Linked DNA regions of Mus musculus: region 1 is linked to region 2. The links are chromatin contacts, called in public promoter capture Hi-C maps. All regions are on one chromosome and are shown on one strand. The core of a region is the stretch at or near the end of the contact, and the rest is flanking DNA. Distances in the headings are between cores, read along the strand shown. Region 1 overlaps Ndel1 (nudE neurodevelopment protein 1 like 1). Region 2 holds the start of Slc25a35 (solute carrier family 25, member 35).

What was found. Promoter capture Hi-C pulls out the DNA fragments that hold promoters and counts their contacts.
Region 1: a contact with region 2 is called in a promoter capture Hi-C map of the HPC-7 cell line. The contact joins the enhancer-like site here to the promoter of Slc25a35 in region 2. A contact is called at or near these places in 2 of 39 promoter capture datasets (the HPC-7 cell line and macrophages), 2 of 484 Hi-C or Micro-C datasets (the C10 cell line and brown adipocytes), 2 of 115 datasets of contacts at active chromatin or transcription factors (bone marrow-derived macrophages and embryonic limb bud) and 3 of 9 other capture datasets (adipose tissue, liver and pancreatic islet).

What each region holds. Positions count from the first base shown.
Region 1 is chr11:68,833,770-68,837,421 of GRCm38.p6, forward strand. It overlaps Ndel1 (nudE neurodevelopment protein 1 like 1), which reads right to left. Exons shown (of 9, transcript NM_023668.3): 6 at 2,381-2,554. Among named protein-coding and RNA genes, the nearest start is that of Ndel1, 18 kb to the right of the region's middle. Within about 2 kb of position 1,427, at least 4 of the 459 cell types and tissues checked have an H3K27ac peak or open chromatin away from gene starts, as enhancers often do. A contact at or near this core is called in the HPC-7 cell line, where this site is marked.
Region 2 is chr11:68,966,227-68,969,847 of GRCm38.p6, forward strand. Slc25a35 (solute carrier family 25, member 35) reads left to right here and starts at 1,905. Exons shown (of 5, transcript NM_028048.2): 1 at 1,905-2,811. The coding sequence starts at 2,437.

The sequences.
Region 1 (3,652 bases), core at 177-2,676, 130 kb before region 2:
GGTAGCATGCACAGTGCCTGCACAGCTCCACACCAGCCAGGACCCCAGTGCTAAGATGGGGAAGTAGACATGAGCCCCATCTCTAACCAAGGAGCTATTGCCAACTCACTGACAAACATCCACAAAGGAAAAGCTAGTCTCCATGGGCATCTCACAGGGCTGACACACCACACTTACAGGCAGGCCCTATGCTCACAGCACAGGTGACCAACACAAACCAATCCAAAAGTATTTGTAGTTTTTGTTTGTTTGTTTGTATTTGTGTTTGTGTTTCTGGTCTCATGTTGCTTTGTTTTGGCTTTTTTTTTTTTTTTAAACCTTTCTGGTCTTTTGCTTGTACATTACCATTTTTAGTTTTGTATTTTACGGGATGGGTGTGTGTCTGCATATGTATGTATTTCTCTTGCTCTTTTTGTTTTTCTTGTTAGTTCATTAGTTTTGTTTTATTCTTGTTTGTTTGAATTTCCCTGTTTTCCTAAGACAGAGAGAAAGTATAGAGTTGGAAGGGTGGGGAGACGGAGAAGGTCTGGGAGGAGATGAGGGAGGGAAAACATGATCAGAATATTGTATAAAAAATTACTTGCAATTGAAAAAAACTAAAAAAATATGGCAAACTGAGTACAGTATATGGGTACAGTATAGGCAGGGGGATCTCTGAGGTTGAGACCAGCCTGAGGGGTGTGTGTGTGTGTGTGTGTGTGTGTGAGTGTGTGAGTGTGTGTAGAGAGAAAGAATGCACACATTCACAAGTACCAAGGCAGGCAGGGCTACAGAGTGAAACCATATCTCAAGAAAAAAGAAAAGAAAGAAAAGAGAAAAGAAAAGGCAAGACAAAGAGAAGGTAAGAGGAATACTGTGCCGAGGGGCTGAATAGATAGCTCAGTGGTTAAGAGCACTTCCAGAGGTCCTGAGTTCAATTCCCAACAACCACATGGTGGCTCACAACCATCTGTAACAGGATTCGATGCCCTGTTCTGGTGTGTCTGAAGAAAACTACAATGTACTCACATACATGAATTAAATCTAAACACACACACACACACACACACACACACACACACATAAAAGAAATACTGTGCCAAACCAGTAGTCAGCATGATAATACTCTCAATAATGAAATGTGACTGACACAGCAAATTGAATTTCACCGTTCATTGAAATGAGTATAAAGTTTAACAGTCACTTCTGGCTACTTGAGCAGCACAAATGCAGGAAATGCTGTCCCAATTGCCCAGAGAACCTCCTCTCACTCTAGAGGATAAAATGTATTTTGAGAAGGGCAGGAAGGCATGGGGGGCAGTGGAAGCTGGGATATGAACTGCTGACTACCTAAACAAGTGGGATTGGAAAGCTCTGGGGTTAGGCTGCAAGGCTCTCAGGCTGGCCACAGAAGGCTTCACCTCATTAAGCGCATTTAACACACACACTAAATAAACAAGAAGAATCTTATCAGTTCCCCTGCATGTTACCTTTGTGGGCAGTTCAAGACCCAGTAACAGAATGTTCTATTTGAGCCAACCTTCTATCAATCTAGATAGTAACTCAAAGTTCTCTTCGTATCTGTTTTTCTATGACATACTAAATGGCAAAAGCAAGAAATAATTATTTAGGTAGGACCAAAAAACTTAATACGAGACTCTGGGTGTGATGGCACATGCCTATAATCCCAGAACCTGGGAGGGAGAGGCTCAAAGATCAGGAATTAATTCAAGGTCATCTTCAGGCCATCCTAGGCTTGGTGAGACTGTGTCTCAAAACTAACCACCAATCTATGGTAGCAAAAAAATGTATAAGAAATAACTCAAATCAAGAAGAAAAAAAACACTTGTAAAACTTATCTTTTTTTGTACTTTCAAATTTAAATTTACTACATGGAACTGAGAATATAGATCAGTGTCAGTACCTTTTGCCAAGCAAACACAGAGCTCTAGGTTCAATACCCAGGCCCGACAAAGACAGACAGACAGACAGACAGAGAGATAGACAGAGACAGACAGACAGACAGACAGACAGACAGAAAGAAGGGAGGGAGGGAAGGAGGGAGGGAGGGAGGGAGGGAGGGGGGAGGGAGGGGGGAGGAAGAAGGAATCTGCATGAACATATATTTCTATAATAACCAAAATAAGGTCTTAAAAATAAAATCTAAAACTTAAAAACTTTTTAACTTTTTAAAACTTTTACTTAAGCTGCTCTTGTGTTGAGCGCAGACACCATCCCACTGCGACAGATCAGTGACCTGGAAAGCCCATCCTTCCTCTGCTTCCTGGATACTACAGTAACTTGTAAACTGCCGTTCACGCAGAACTGTAGCAGCTCTGCTACACCAGCAAATACATTTGAAACTGATCATCTAACATGGCCTTCAAGAGAAAATACAAACCTTTTGGTGAAGGAAAACTGTTTTCTGTGCCTTTCCCAACAGGCGTTGCAGGCAAGGAGAGTGAAGCCTGGACCGCAGAATCCATCTTCTCACAGTCCAGAGTTGGAGAGCTGGGGGCAGACTTGCGGGTCACTTCCTGTTGTCGTTCCCGAACTGCTAGTTCTTGCCTTAAATCTGCAAAATGTCGCAAACAAAAGCAGGAATCCTCATTAGAGGGAGCAAATATACCCTGCAAGTCCCAACAAAAACATCATATAAACATTCCTCCTATGTTACTAGTTCTCAAAACAAGCTTCCTATCTAAAAATTTTTATCTCTTTAACAAAATGTGAACTCCCCTAGAACTTAAAAATACAAAGTAGTGAGATGGCTTAGTAGTTACGGCACTTGTTTCCAGACCTGACAACCAGAGTTCCATCCCTGAGACAGACATGGGAGACTGAGAGAACCAACCCCTACAAGATGTCCTCTGACTTCCACAGTGGCTAGTGTACGCACACAACACACACACACACAAAATAAAAATAATTTAAAAGAAAGAATTTTAAAATGCTATAACCTCTCAGAGAACAGTATTATGCCCAAAGGTAAAAAGAAATTGAGCAGTGAGGGCTAAAGAGATGGCTTTTCCACTGGACAAGTTTAGTTCCCAATCCATGTCAGACGGATGCCTATAACTCTAGCTCCAAGAGCATCTGATACCCTCTTCTGGCCTCTGCAGGCACCTGCACATAAGTGGCATATACATATACACAAATAAAATAATAAATCTTAAAAAAAAAAGACACAACTAGAACTCACAGAGAAACTAAGTAACACGGGACATCCCTAACCAACTGTGCATATGCAGTTGCCGTGAAGATTACTACCAAATGCCAATGAAGCTTTACAAAGTTTTATAGTTTTTTTTATTTTTTTATTATTTGGTTTAAACAAGATCTCACTATACAGTTCTGGTAGGCCTGGAATTCTCTATGTAGATGAGGCTGGCCTCAAACTTGCAAAGATGCAACTGTTTTTGTTTCCAGTATACCAGGTTTAAAGGCATGCATTACCACATCTCAGATTTTTTAAACTACCACTATGAAATCATTTTTCAATACTGAATTTTTAATATTTCCAATTATATACCTACCCTGAAAATATCTTCATATGTTAAAAGAAAAAGGATATAAAGAGGCAAATCTCTGAGAATTCAAAGCCAACCTTGTCTACACAGAAAGTTCCAGGATAGCCAGGGCTATGCAGAAAGACCCTATTGCAGAAAAAGAA
Region 2 (3,621 bases), core at 655-3,154:
TGAGTTCCAGTACAGCCAGGGCTACACAGAGGAACCCTGTCTCAAAACAAAGCAACAAAACTGGGTCCTGTGAAAGATCAGCCACTTGCTCTTATTTGCTGCCTTTAATCCCAGCACTTGGGAGACAGAGGCAGGCAGATTTCTGTGAGTTTGAGGTGAGCCTGGTCTACAGAGTGAGTTCCAAGACAGCCAGGGCTACACAGAGAAACTCTGCCTTGAGAAAGAATAAAAATTACTTAAAAAAAAACCAAAACAAACAAATAAACAAACAAAAAAAACCTTAAAATCTGTCAATCTCTTGGGCATCTGGTATTAAAGACAGAAAGTGTCACCCAGTAATGCTGAATGTTAAGCACCCAGGGGGACTTAGTGAAAGAATGTGGGGGTCCACCTGCAGAGTTCTTCTGGTTCAGGGAGTTTCCAGTGAGACTGGATGTATTTCTAAGTTCTCAGGCACTACTGCTGCTATAGCCACCATACTTTTGAGAACCCTAGGCTTTAAGCTCAGGGTGTGAAGCCAAGTGTGGTGTCACCCAGTAGGGCAGCAGGCTGGAAATCTTCAGCACTCCACATGCTGAGGCAGGAGGATTTTGAGTTTGAGGCTCCTAAAGGCTACACACAGCAAAGTTGTCTGGCAAACAACCTAAGACTCAGATCTGCCTCTCTCCCACCCCCAAGCTTCTAGAGTTTCCAGTATCGTGAAGTAGGGAAATTAACCACTAGCTAAGAACAATAGGAATGTTTTTGAGGTATTCCTAAAAATAGGTATGTTTGAGGAACAAAGTAGAATGAGGCTGAATAGGGACAACTTGAAAAGCCATCAGAAGATGCTCAACCTGACCTGAACGTCACCAAAGAAAGCTGCGGGGACCTCGGGGAAGTGGGAAGAGTTCTGTCAACTCCAGACTTCCCAGTAAATTACTGAGCGTGTAACACAAGGGCAACCTCTCCTTTGGAGTATGTCCCACAGATATTATCTCATTTTACAAGGGGTTCCTGAGAAGATAAGAAACTTGCCCACGGTCATCTATATAGTAGGAAGGAAAATATAAACCGGAATTCAGCGCTAAGCAGGGTAGTTGACTCAGGTGAGCCCTCTGCTTCTTCCTGCCGCCCAAATGACGCCACCTAAACTCCTACCTTCTTTCTCCAAGCTTTCTCTTTAAGCTCTTTTCCAGCCTCCCCCCCCCCCGGGCTCTTTCATAATTATTCATACGAATGAAGCAAGGACAAGAAACAAGTCTGTTTCTGTAACCTAAGCCTCGCTGAGGAGGAGATGGAAATCCTTGTCTTGACCTGCCCGGCCTCCTCTAGGTCATTGTGACGATCAAGAGCTTAATAAGATCAAGGTTTTGTTTTTTTTTTTTTTTTTCCCCTGGCTGGCCTTCAGGCCTCCCTCCCTGGGCGCCCGCAGCTGGCCACACCCTGGTACTAGACCCTACAGTTTACTCGGCCTTAGGGGATGGGTGCTGTCCAGCAGGTGTGTACCATCGCCCCGGCGGGCGGGACTGCAGTTTCCGGACTATCCTGGCATCCGAACAGCGCTGGGCGTGTCTGCGGTCAGGCAAACCCCAAACAGAGATGACCTGGGATTGAGGACGATCGCAGAGAGCCCGCCACCCACAGGAGTCGCTGCCCAACCCTCCGCGCTCAGCCTCTGCATCCCGGCCCACCCCAGTTCCTGGACAGTGATTAACAAAAACAAAAACCAAAAACATCTCCCCGCCTCCGGCACCCTCCCAATGCCAGGCCTGGGAGCCGGGGCGAGGAGAGTTAACCCAACCCGTTTTAGTTGAGGCCGAGGGCCCGGCCGATGGCAGCGCCTCCCATTGGCTGCTGAGCCGGCTCTTCGCTGATTGGCTGAGGCGCTCGGCTGCAGCTCTTGGAGAGTCCCCATTGGCGCTGCGTTCCAAGGACCCGAGAGTGGCCGCCCGGCCTCTGCAGACTACCTCGGGTAAAGGTGCTCTAGCTCCCGCAGCTACTTTGCCACGCTTATTCTTAGCCGGAATCCTAACTTCTTTCACAACCCTCCTCTCGCTGTTGTCGAGCCACCTTCGGCTTTTCCCTCTGATTCTTTTTCTGTTGTTGCTTTTCTTTTTCCTGCTTCTCCAGCTACCATTTCGTAACTCCGTTTTCCTAAGATACGCTCTGGTACCCCCATCCTAGGCATTCCCACCTGCCAGCTTCTAACTTCTGCTCCTCCCTGATCTCAGTTCCCTTGTCAACAGGGCCTTGTTGCCATACCCTACTACACTCCTCTTTCTTTCCTTTTGCTACCTTCTGATCCCCAAACTCCCTCTAACCTCACTTGACTTCTTGACATTTGACCCAGACAATTTAGCTCTCTTAAATTTCTACCTGTTGCAGCCTGGGCTTCAAAGAGCCAGGTGTTGTTCATATCCATCCCTGCTTTCTGAAGCTGTTTCTACCTTTACCATGGACTTCTTAATGAGTGGTGTAGCAGCCTGTGGAGCCTGTGTGTTCACCAATCCCTTGGAGGTTGTGAAGACCAGAATGCAATTGCAGGGAGAACTGCAGGCCCCAGGCACCTACCAGCGCCACTACCGAAACGTCTTCCACGCCTTCTTCACCATTGGCAAGGTGGATGGCCTAGCTGCCCTGCAGAAGGGCCTGGGCCCTGCGCTCTTGTACCAGTTCTTGATGAATGGCATCCGACTGGGCACCTACGGGCTGGCAGAGTCTCGGGGTTACCTGCACACTAATGAAGGCACCCACAGTCCTGTCCGCAGCGCCGCAGCTGGGGCCCTTGCTGGGGTCATGGGAGCATATCTGGGAAGCCCAATCTACATGGTAAGAAGAGGGGTCTGTCTGGTCTGGGGCTTTCAGAAAAGACTTTTGGCAGAGGGTGGGAGCCTGCCCTTTACAAAGGCATTGGTGACAGGGTGCTGTGCCCCATAAGCAGAAAATGGCACAGGAAAATGCTGGCAAGCTTCAAGGCCTTCTGATCTGCCTTATACACAGACACCCAACAGACTCTGCAATGTGTTGATGAAGATTACAGACTTAGCGTAAGGAGAACTCCTTTGAGTTGGGGTGTCATTTGTTTGTTGAGGCAGGGTCTCCCTATATTGTAGTATCAACACTTGCTCTTGTAGCCCAGCCTGGCTTCTAACTACAGTCCACCCTGAGTCTTCTCAGTGCTTCAGTTAACAGGTATGCATCCTAGCGGTATGCATTCAACTGAACTTTGAATCACACTTCCTAGCACTCATTGTTGCCATGTTGATAAGACAGGAATAATTATAGACTCTTGTGAAGTTGCTGAGAGGACTGAAGGAGACACATGAGATGTACATATGAAGGGTTCATATAGATCCCGGCAGATGGTGGGCATCTGACAATATTCCTCTCTTCTCTTCTCTTCTCTTCTCTTCTCTTCTCTTCTCTTCTCTTCTCTTCTCTTCTCTTCTCCTCTCCTCTCCTCTCCTCTCCTCTCCTCTCCTCTCCTCTCCTCTCCTCTCCTCTCCTCTCCTCTCCTCTCTCTCTCTCTCCTCTCTCTCTCTCCCCTCTCCCCCTCTCCTCTCTCTCCTCTCTTTCCTCTCTCTCCTCTCTCTCCTTTCTCTCCCCTCTCTCTTTCCCTCTTTTCCCTTGATACAGGCA